2 separate regions of the Mus musculus genome follow, and region 1 is linked to region 2. A link is a contact called in public HiCAR-type data. All regions are on one chromosome and are shown on one strand. The core of a region is the stretch at or near the end of the contact, and the rest is flanking DNA. Distances in the headings are between cores, read along the strand shown. Region 1 holds the start of Zbtb41 (zinc finger and BTB domain containing 41). Region 2 overlaps Crb1 (crumbs family member 1, photoreceptor morphogenesis associated).

Region 1 (5,383 bases), core at 1,612-4,111, 75 kb before region 2:
TTTCATTAGATAAAAGTAAGCCCCTCTGGATAGCATCCAAGCCATTCCCAAGCTGGCTGTATGCCCGTAGTGAACTGACCCTTGCTCATTGATTTCCAAGTCAAATCAGGCTAATTAAAGTTTGTATATACCATAAGCAGGGAGTACAAAGTCTTACATGTATAGGAAAGATTAAATGTTCCCAGGTACCTCAGCCCCCAAAAGCTGCTCTCTGTGTATATCCTCATACTGAGAGCGCTAGTGACCATTTACTACCAGGACTGACAAGTTTCTTGTGCACATATAGTCTTCCCATTGACTAAGTTATTCAAAAGTTGTTTCATTTCTCTGTGTATGAAAGAGTAAAATTATTAATAACCATTAAATTGGATTCTGAAAAGTATCCTTAGAAATACATCCAAAAGGTATCATAAAAGCAAAAAAAAATGTTCACTGTACAGCCAGTCTATACCTACTTTGATAGGAAATGATTACAAATCTTATAAAACAAAATTTAACCTATGCAAATAGCATACATAACCCAGCACAAGATAGTCATATATCAAACTGCATGATTTCTTTTACAAAGTCAGATTATGTAAAGTTGTTTTAATCATTTTATGTGCAGAATGTACTTAGCAGTATCATAATCAATGTACATGTAACTCAAAACTACTAGCACTGCTAAGATTAAACAGGTATATTAAGTCAAAGCTATATAGAATAACTGCTGACAGTCTGGAGTCTTTCTCCCAAACACAGAACCTGTACCCTGTTAAGAGAAAATGAAGAAAACACAAAAGGGTAAATACCAAATTATTTCTGATTCACAACAAATTTAAAATAACAAGGTAAACTATGTGCCGAAAATCAGAGCATGTTCCCTTCAGAACTCTTCTTAAACATTCCTTCCAAAGTTTAGTTTGTAGTGATTACCACTGTTGTAGGAGAGGCACAAGGGGTAAGTGACTAGGGCTAGGAAAGGGGTTAGCCTTACCTATCCGGTCAAATGTCTTATCACATTTGGGACACTGCAGGATTTTCTTATTGCTGTTCTGAATGATGACGGGAGCTAACCCTTCATGGATGCTCCCGGCAGAGTCGCCAGCCTCAGGTTCCTCTTCTGCATCATTATCTTTGTCACTCTGCTCCGTGTCAGAGTCTTCATCGGACACTTCCTCCTCCAGCTCTTCGTCTTCGGCATTATATTCACTGCCAGGGTCCTCAGAATCATTTCTATCTGACCTCTCCTTCTCAGAACTTTCTTGATGCAAATTGTCTGACCCATCCCCACTCTCCTGTTCATCGTCGCTGGTATCCTCAAACTTGACAGGGCACTTCCGATTCCTCTTTGACCTCCGGGTAGAAAAACTTCTCTCCAGCATTTTTAACCCATGTTTTTTCCCAAGGAGCAGAGACCTGTGAGTTTTGGCTAAATGATTCTCTAAGGACTTTTTATAGCAGAAATGCCTACTACAAAATTTGCACTGATGACTACTCGACAGTCTTCCAGTTAGCTCATTTAGTGTTTCTTCTGGTGACGACTTTTCAGTCAGTTCGGCCTGAAAGGCAGCAACATTCTCATTATTCAGCAGCTTTACCGCATCGATGATGTCCAAAAATTTTGCAGCCTCTAACACAAGAGGTATTTCGTATTTGTACACAAAAAACTCCGATGTGTAGAGGAACTCAAGCAAATGCTGAAAAACCGAATGCGTTACGTGATCCAGGGTGACAACATCAGTGCTTGGATTTTTGCTCAGACACGCATGAAAATAACTACTGCCGACAGCAACGACCACTTTATGCGCACTAAACTCTTTCCCTTCCACTATGATAAGTAAATCGCAGAAAGACGGTTGCTTCTGCCTATCATCGTTCAAATACTTCAGCAAATTCTTATTATACTGCAAAGAACTCAAAAGCTTTCTCTGATCTGGAGAGGGAGGCAGTTCTTGGCAACGCTGGGCAGCTTCGGGGGTTGGTCTTTCTGGAGCCTGAGTATAGGTCACTTGGCCACACTCCACAGCAGCATTTTCTTCCGAAGAGTCTTTATGATAGCCTAGATGGATCTTCTCGTCAAGATTTGAAGTAACCTTTCTCCTTTTCTTCATTGCAATGCGGCAATTTTTGAACAAGAAACTTCATACGTGACTTAGGCGATTGATGAAACAAAACTAGATTGTCTTGAACAACAGCTTCTGAAGGGGCGTGCCCCACCGTTTCATGGTCTGCAAAAAGAGTGAGAATCAGGTAAGAGCTCCACCGCATAGCCATCTTAAATAACCCAAAGGTGTTGTCAACTAGTCTTTCCTACATTGTAACTAGATTACAAAGTCGACAGTGCATTCACTCCCAGCTAAGATTTTCTTTTTTTTTAGGGCAGGGAACCAGGAGAGCTGGGCTGGGAAAGACAATCCAACAAAAGAATAGTGTGAAGTGAAGGCACAGCACACCTTCCAGGCCTGATTCACGAATAAGGTGGAGAGAACACAACCCAGAGAGCACCATCCCGCCGAGACCGCAAACAAGGCAGACTGGCCGGCCGGGACCGCAGTCCCGATTTGGGTGCTGGGACCTTGACAATAAGGCCAGCGCGGCCACGAAACGCAAGTCTCCATTAGCATGCTTTCCCCGGGCGAGCGCGGCATGGCTCCTGAGCGACAGACCTTCCGAAATCCACTAGGCACGGCGGCCCCAGGAGGGGAGCAGAGTGGGGTCAGCACGGGCGACGACTGCAGGAAGCCGAGTCTTCCCAGGCCGGGGTTGGCGGGGACCCGCGCTCGCCCGTGACCCTTCCCTCCCAGGCTGCCCGGGGCAAGCGTCCCACAGGCCCATTACCGGGAAGCCCGGGCTCCCGCGCCGGCTCGGGGCCGCCCAGCTCCGATCCCCGCGCGCTCGCGCCCGCGCCCACCCACTTCCGGGTCCGGCCCCCCACCTCAGCCACCTCGGCGGCGCTCCTTCCCCTCGCGGAGTCCCGCCGCCGCCGCCGCTCGCCAGGCAGGCACGTCAGGCCCGCGCAGCCGCCCAGCCGCCGCGAGAAGCCGGGGAGCCCCGGCATCCGCCCGAGCGCATGCGCGCGCCTCCAGCCCTGCGCATGCTCCGTGAGCTTTCTTTCCTGCCCTGGGTGCCCTACCGAGGTCCCAGGTCCGTTATACCCGCTTTTCGTGGCCACTTAAGGGCCCTCGTTAACTGAACCAGAAAAACTTGGCTGCGGGAGGGGAAGATAGCTGTGATGAGGGGTTAGGGGGAATTGGCGCCACGACAACTGGTGTGTTTCCAGTGTGTCACCAAACAGCGACCTCCTCCGGAAACCTGCCAGTTTCCAGTCCACAGTGGCAAACACCCAAAGTGCTGGCTGGAAGTAGTTGTATGGCTTTCCGACTTACATGTGCGTAAAATGTAAGCACACCTAAAATTGTGGGGTTTGTTTTTATTACCTTGCTATGAACAGAAGATGTGCATGTAAGATGTGAAGCTGAGAAAAGGACAACCAAACCTCTACGGGACTTAGAGCCTCAGAGCCCCTGCCTAACGTGTTGCATCTCCGACAGAATGCCCAGTGGCCCGATATTGCCCGTCTGGCGATGAAGGTTCTAGAGTTTGTTTGTACAAACCTAAGGAAAAAAACTGATACAAAGGCCGTGACCAAAAAGAAATCAATACACACACCTTCCCTTTTACCTGTAACTCCACTCTCTTCATAACTCTGAATCTGAAAAGGTTACCCTCTCATTAGCAAATACGAGCAAGTGCATACCCAGGAGGAGGAGAAGTTGAGGGAGCGTGTGGGGGACTTTTGGGATGGCATTGGAAATGTAAATGAAATAAATACCTAATTAAAAAAGAAGAAGAATGTACACCCAGAATAGTATAAGGAAAGCTAATGAAAATGATAAAATACTCAGAGCTATAGATTATAAAGTAGAAAATGTTTGAAAAGACAAGCCCATAGATATTAATTTTGTGTGTGTGTGGGGGGGGGTGCAGTGTTATCATCCATCGTCTGGCTCCTACCACCAAGTCTTTCCAGCTGTTGTCATGTGTCAGTGTTCTAAGTTACATGGGACAATCAAAGAAATGGGGTCACTTCCGGGCGAAATATGGCATTGCAGGCAGCAAAGAGGAACGGCCTCAATGAGCTGAACCTCGGACAGCTGTTCAAATGCTGTTTGGGGAGGGGGATAAAGCAAGCCCCTCATACAAAGGCCTGTGGTCTAAGCTAGATGTTTCATGAAGGAGAACACCACACCACTGCAACTTTAGCCTTCACTGTGTACTGTTTGTAGTACTCAATAATGTAAGACATTCCAGGTCTGCCAGGGCAGTCTTGTGACCAAAGTCGGGCAAAGGATGGAAAGCTCCTTCAGGAAAAAAAAAAAAAAAAGACTCTATAGAAAAAAAAATCACCATTTCTACAATGATTTCTTCAAGGTCAAGGTACTTCTAAAAACCATCTATTCATTCTGGTGTTTCCCCTAGGTCCAGTGAAAAAACAGCAATTTTCATTCAAATGTTTACCTTAGATATAATGATTCTACCAAACACACCACAGTCATGTTGGTCCAACAAAGATGAACTCAATCTCTTTGGAACTATAATAAATCCTCTCTACTACGTTTCATCTGTCAAGCATTCTATCTAAATACCAGAAAAGAAACTGATACACCATATAATATGGTTTCTTGTCTATCTCACTCATCAGACAAAAATCATATAGGACAAGTTGTATTAATCTCTTACACTGCTGTATTTTAATAACTAGTAAAATACCCAGAGACTTCATTGTGATACTCAATATCCCAATGAAGACAACAGATGTAGATTACACACTTACATAAATCAACTTGCCCCATATGGAACTGTCAAATAGATGATACAAGGCCTATGCCTGTCAGTGAGGAGCACAACTATTCCTCACCTGTTTGGATACTATCACAGTCCTCTTAGAAGAAATGCCATGCAACACAAACAATGACTGAAGTCCTCATAAATAGCCTTAACCCAATTCAGTATTCTATGTTGCACCAAGAGATAATCGATGTAGTCTTTTCACAACCACTGAAGTGAAGAACAGGGCTGATAACAACCAGGTACAATGGTACTTGCAACTGCCATACAACCCCATTATAATCAGATTAGTTTTAAAAGTGGATTATTAAATTACGACTTAAAAGGCTTAAGTGTATGAAACATCTTGCACCAATGAAAAAGGAAGAGACCTTTTGAAAAATGACCATAACATTGTCAAGTAAAAACCCCAGTGCAAGAGGCAGTATATGAATTGTTAGCCCTAAAAACCATAAAGACTACTTCTATTGTTGCTGCATGCTAGATCTAGATAGTAAGACTCTGCTACTGATGGCGTTACATACTCTGGTTGTCGGACACAAAGAAATAAAAC
Region 2 (5,216 bases), core at 116-2,615:
AATATCTTTAAAACATACAGAATATTTGTGAAAGATACAAATTTTCACTACATATTCATTTACTTATTTGTGATTTATGTGAGTGTGGCATGCCTCTGGAGATCAGAAGTCAGTTTGTGACAGTTTTGTCTGTCCATTGTGTGAGTATTCCAGATTGACCTAAGGTGGTTAGGCTGAGATGCTAGCACCTTACCCACTGAGCCATCCCATTAGACCCATTTTATAGTATTCACTAACACAGGGAGAACTTCTAATAGCCTTTATAGAAAAACCTTCTAACTTTCACATAGATTGTCCAAAGGTGGTTGATATGGTGGAAAAACAGACCAATGGCTGTGCTAGTGTACTCTGCCATAGGTGGAGAGACTTCTGCTCTCTGCAGATTAACTGTGCAAATTTTGTTATACCATCCAAAATGCTCTAAGTCATGGATGATCCATCTCTCTTTGACTAATAACTCAGGAAAATGTTATAAAAGGAAGCTTAGTACCTTGCCCAAAGCTATCTTAGTGTGGGAAAATAAGACAGAACAGAACAAAGGAACTGTCTCACTCATAAATAAGCACCATTCCAGAGCTTCTAAGTGAGTGTTCAAAAGATAGATAACTGGTCCAAGGCACAGGACTGCTGCTTCGTGGTGGGTTGGATACAATTTTTAAGAGAAATAATGACATAAGGCTTAAATGTAATCATTCTATCAGTTAAAGAAGATGAGAATTAGGCTTGCTTCTTTCAGTTCCATGGGTCAGTTAGGAGGTATACACAGTGACGAGTAATGTGCGGGCTTCATTTTCAAAACATCACTTTAAATACTAGCATTAGACAAAACTTCCATAAATATATTCAATTTACAGATATGGAATTTGCTGGACTTTATCCTTCTTTTCCCATCAACTCAAAAAACATATTAAATACAAAGGCATGCCCTCGAAACAGAGGTGGTCACGGCCACGGTGTTGGTGTTTAAGATCAGGCGCTTTTGTGGTATGTAACTCCTTATGCACACCCCCAAATGGAGCCTTTATGCTTTCTATTCAGTTAAGCTGCCAATCCCATGTATGAGACAGTCTCTTGCAGCTCTCAGAAGGATGCCAGTACCCCTACATTTCCCTGGGAGTTTTCAAACATCAGCATTTTCTTTTCCCTGGTGTTTCATGCTAAGCAACACAGCCTCAGAATTCATTACTTATGCACTTGCCTTCCCCTTCTGGGTAGAGTCTGCCAAACAGGTCCCTGCGAGCTCAAGCCCTGTTTTGCATGTATCCTGTGACGTTGTGCAGAAGAGCCAAGGCATGTCTATGTGCACCAAGGCCCTGCTTAGAAGCGGATGTGCCAGAGCACGCCAGGCAGGGAGCCCCTCAAACACCTCCAAATTGTATCCAGACCAGAGGCACTGCGGCTTCGCAGCTGTTGTGCTCAGTGCCAGGGAGCTCTTAGCTGAATAAAGAAAAAGAAATCTATTCAGGGTGGCTTCCAAGTTAGCTGGTAGCCACAGTAACCTGGGTTTTCCCCCAGATGCCAACCACAACTTCGAGAGATCTGAGTGAAGCAAATCAGCCTCTCTCTGTTCAAGTGTAGTGAGCCATAGAGTGAGCAAAACCAATTTCCCCAGGGAAACCAATTAGCCAGAAGAGCAAAACAATCAGTATGTATTCTCCAAACTATTCAAGACACATGGGAGCGTGCAAAATGCATAATCGGGGACTGGGGAAACAACACAGTGGTCAAAGCACTCGTGACCCAAACAGTTAACGTGAGGACGGCAGTTCAGATCCCCAGAAACCTAGTGGAAATCTGGTGGGTACATTTAGGCCTCTGTAAACACATGCATTCATGTATGCACACACCATTACACATCTGTGCTCACATACATGTGATCAATGCATGTACACACTCATGTAACACACACACGACAATAAAATAAAGTGCTCAATCCTAACTGAACACATAGGTCATATATACAGACACACTGAAAAATCCTAATACTTGACCTTATAGAGCTAATATTTTAGTAGATGACTGTTACAACGTATCTTAGCAACAGTAAGTCCTGGGACTGCTCTGGCTGGAGATTCACAAGACTGCAGCAATATGGGAGATGTGACCAAAGCGTGCCTTGCCCAGGGCTTCTGAGGATGTACACTATTTGAAGATACCTTACAAATGTCTCTCATGGGGCACACTGAGATGCCTTAATTGTAGTTACAACAATAATGAAGTAGCACATTTCAATTACAGAGAAAAACATCTTATGCACAGTCACTACAGTGCATGACTCTTCTAGGGCTTAGTTGCTTCTCCAAACACATGAAAACATCAAGAGCTGCCCTGTCTGCAGCATCAGCCATTAGTCACATGTGGCTTTGATAGCTGGAGTGTGCTGAAAGTATAAAGCACACTTGCAAAGAAAATACAAATGGTACCGTTTGATCTAAGTAATTTTGTAGTAATTATATATTGAAATGAAAATATTTTAGGGATACTTGGCTACACTAAATATATTAAAATTAATTTTGACAATTGGTGTTTTACATTACTCATTTATTTACCTTGTGTGTGTGTGTGCGCGCGTGCAGCATGTGTGTGTGTGTGTGTGTGTATGTGGTGTGTGTGTGTGTGTGTGTGTGTGTGTGGTGTGTGTGTGTGTAGTGTGTGTGTGTGTGGTGTGTCTGTGTGTATGTGTGTGTGGTGTGTGTGTGTGTGGTGTGTGTGTGTGTGTGTGGTGTGTGTGTGTGTGTGGTGTGTGTGTGTGTGTGGTGTGTGTGTGTGTGTGTGTGTGTGTGTGGTGTGTGTGTGTGTGTGTGTGTGTGTGGTGTGTGTCTGTGTGTATGTCTGTGTGTGGTGTGTGTGTGTGTGTGTGTGTGTATGTGTGTGTGTGTGGTGTGTGGTGTGTGTGTGTGTGTGTGGTGTGTGTGGTGTGTGTGGTGTGTGTGGTGTGTGTGGTGTGTGTGGTGTGTGTGTGTGTTTGTGTGTGTGTGGTGTGTGTGGTGTGTGGTGTGTGTGTGTGTGTGTGTGTGTGTGTGTGTGTGTGTGTGTACGTGCCAAGGCTTGCAAAAATAGTTTTTTGGGAGTTGGTTCTCTCATCGCACCATGTATGTGTCAGAGAAAGACCTCCTTAGCTTAGCAGGTGCCTTCCTCGTCTGCTGAAGCATTCCCACAGCCCTGTGGTTTGCTTTTAATGTAGTGGGTAGAATGCTCACTGCATACGTGGCTGACATGTGATAGACGGAGGTAGAACAAGCGTGTGCTGCTGCAGTGTACTCTCCACCAACAGCAGCAGCTGGATGTTTTTCGGCCCAACCGTGCTAAAGCTCCGGCTTTACCAACACTTTCTGTGCTTCAGAGGACCACGGACGTTTGGAAGAACGGGTGGGAATAACCTTTTCAGTGTTTCTTTTCATGATTCTTCTTCCTCTCTGAGGTTTTTTTTTTTTTTTTTCAGATAAATGTCTTGAAGTCTCTTGGCATTCGGTCCTACTACATATTAGATGCACAAAACCAGTGAAGTACTTTGACATTCCAGAAAATTCCCCATTTATAAGATGAATGTAACGGTTCCATATCCCATAATCTTTCCATAGAAAGTAAATGAAGTGGTAGGTTTATTCTTTGATCCTAAGGAACCAGAAAATTAGAGACATTTTATGTTAATAATAACATTTAAGTTTGACATATATATATGGTGTCTTTTTATTTCCTCCTCTCTAATTCTTATCCTGACGACCTCTTTTCTCTCGTAGCATCTTGTACTCTCTCCTAAAAAAAAATCACTTCATTCACATAGTTCTGCCTTATATATGTGGGTGTATGGGTGTAGAACCAGCTATTGGAGCATAGGTAGCCTTCCTAGGGCCATGTTCCAAAATAAAATTTACTATTCTATCCCTAACAGCCATCAACTACCAATAACTTTTCAGCTGGGGGTAAAGCTCATGGGCCCTTCTCCCATCCATGCTCTGGTTTTGGCCAGTTTGATCCTGTGCTGGTTTACCTTTTTCAGTCACAGCTGCTCTGTGTTCATGGGTGCAGTCGTCCTGCCCAGTCCAACAAATACTATTGTCGATGTTTTGTTGGATACAGTGACAATCCACATTTTGGTTTACTAGAAGTAATAGTGATAATAAAGTTCAAGTCTATTCTGTTAGTAAAACTATTATTAAAGTATACACTGGTTATAATAAGATCAGAGCCCAGGCCTGATGGCAAAGAAACATGATTGAACCTTATTAAAGTGTTCATTGGGCTGGTGAGATGGCTCAGTGGGTAAGAGCACCCGACTGCTCTTCCGAAGGTCCGGAGTTCAAATCCCAGCAACCACATAGTGGCTCACAATCATCTGTAACAAGATCTGACACCCTCTTCTGGAGTGTTTGAAGACAGCTACAGTGTTACTTACATATAATAAATAAATAAATCTTTAAAAAAAAATAAAATGTTCATTGACTGACATTTAGTAAAAAATGATGTTCACACTTTGCATTACTTAGTCATTTTCTGAAGTTAATAGAAGTAGGAAGGCACCTCAGGTGAGGTGGGCATGATGGATGCCCAAGACAAGAACCATGTGATGCATAGTGACCAAGACCCAGTCCAACCCTATTCTTAGGTGTCCACGCTACATAGTGGGGATCTTAGATGCTTTTATTGTCCATGGAATCTTGATATCTTTGGATTGAAAGGGACTTGACTTCATCTATGGTGGTGTTAATAATCAGAAAGTACATATAAAAAAACTAGCAAAATGCTTATTGTATGAAAAGCATTCAAATCTATATTTAAAATATATTTATAGGAAGGTTTTTTAAACTTTCCTATGGGCCCTCTAAAGAAGTGATAATAGAATAGGACTCTGAGGTGCAGATACCACCAGTGAATTCTGGCCACAGTCTCCCCAGCTGGAGCAATGAAGTTGCACATCAGAGTTTGCCTGTGAATTAGCAGTAGGAAGTTTGGAGGTTCCAGCCTCTGCCTAGATAGAATATGCTGTTTGGTTTTCAGGGGATAACAGTAGCAATAAGCCTGTACCCTTAGAACTCTCAAAACACAGAATGCTCTTTTGCATATCATAAAGTCACCTTCCTTGAATTTGTTCCTTGAAGTGTGATTTATCAGGCACCAACTATGTAAATTGAATTTCTTTCATTAACAGAGGGGATCCTAAGGTGTTTGGACTTTGGACCTTGCATGGTCAAGCAAATGCTACTGATTAAAAACTC

What was found. HiCAR-type assays count read pairs that join an accessible place to other places.
Region 1: a HiCAR-type map of astrocytes shows a contact between it and region 2, with 4 times the contacts expected there. The contact joins the promoter of Zbtb41 here to the enhancer-like site in region 2. A contact is called at or near these places in 1 of 15 datasets of contacts at CTCF or cohesin (pro-B cells), 3 of 484 Hi-C or Micro-C datasets (the N1E-115 cell line, neural progenitor cells and stem cell-derived neural progenitor cells), 5 of 115 datasets of contacts at active chromatin or transcription factors (astrocytes, large pre-B cells, neural progenitor cells and 1 more) and 2 of 9 other capture datasets (adipose tissue and pancreatic islet).

The regions. Positions count from the first base shown.
Region 1 is chr1:139,419,861-139,425,243 of GRCm38.p6, reverse strand. Zbtb41 (zinc finger and BTB domain containing 41) reads right to left here and starts at 2,861. Exons shown (of 11, transcript NM_172643.5): 1 at 2,821-2,861; 2 at 977-2,210. The coding sequence starts at 2,093.
Region 2 is chr1:139,343,085-139,348,300 of GRCm38.p6, reverse strand. All of the region lies in intron 1 of Crb1 (crumbs family member 1, photoreceptor morphogenesis associated), which reads left to right. Among named protein-coding and RNA genes, the nearest start is that of Crb1, 31 kb to the left of the region's middle. Within about 2 kb of position 1,365, at least 66 of the 459 cell types and tissues checked have an H3K27ac peak or open chromatin away from gene starts, as enhancers often do. A contact at or near this core is called in astrocytes, neural progenitor cells and stem cell-derived neural progenitor cells, where this site is marked.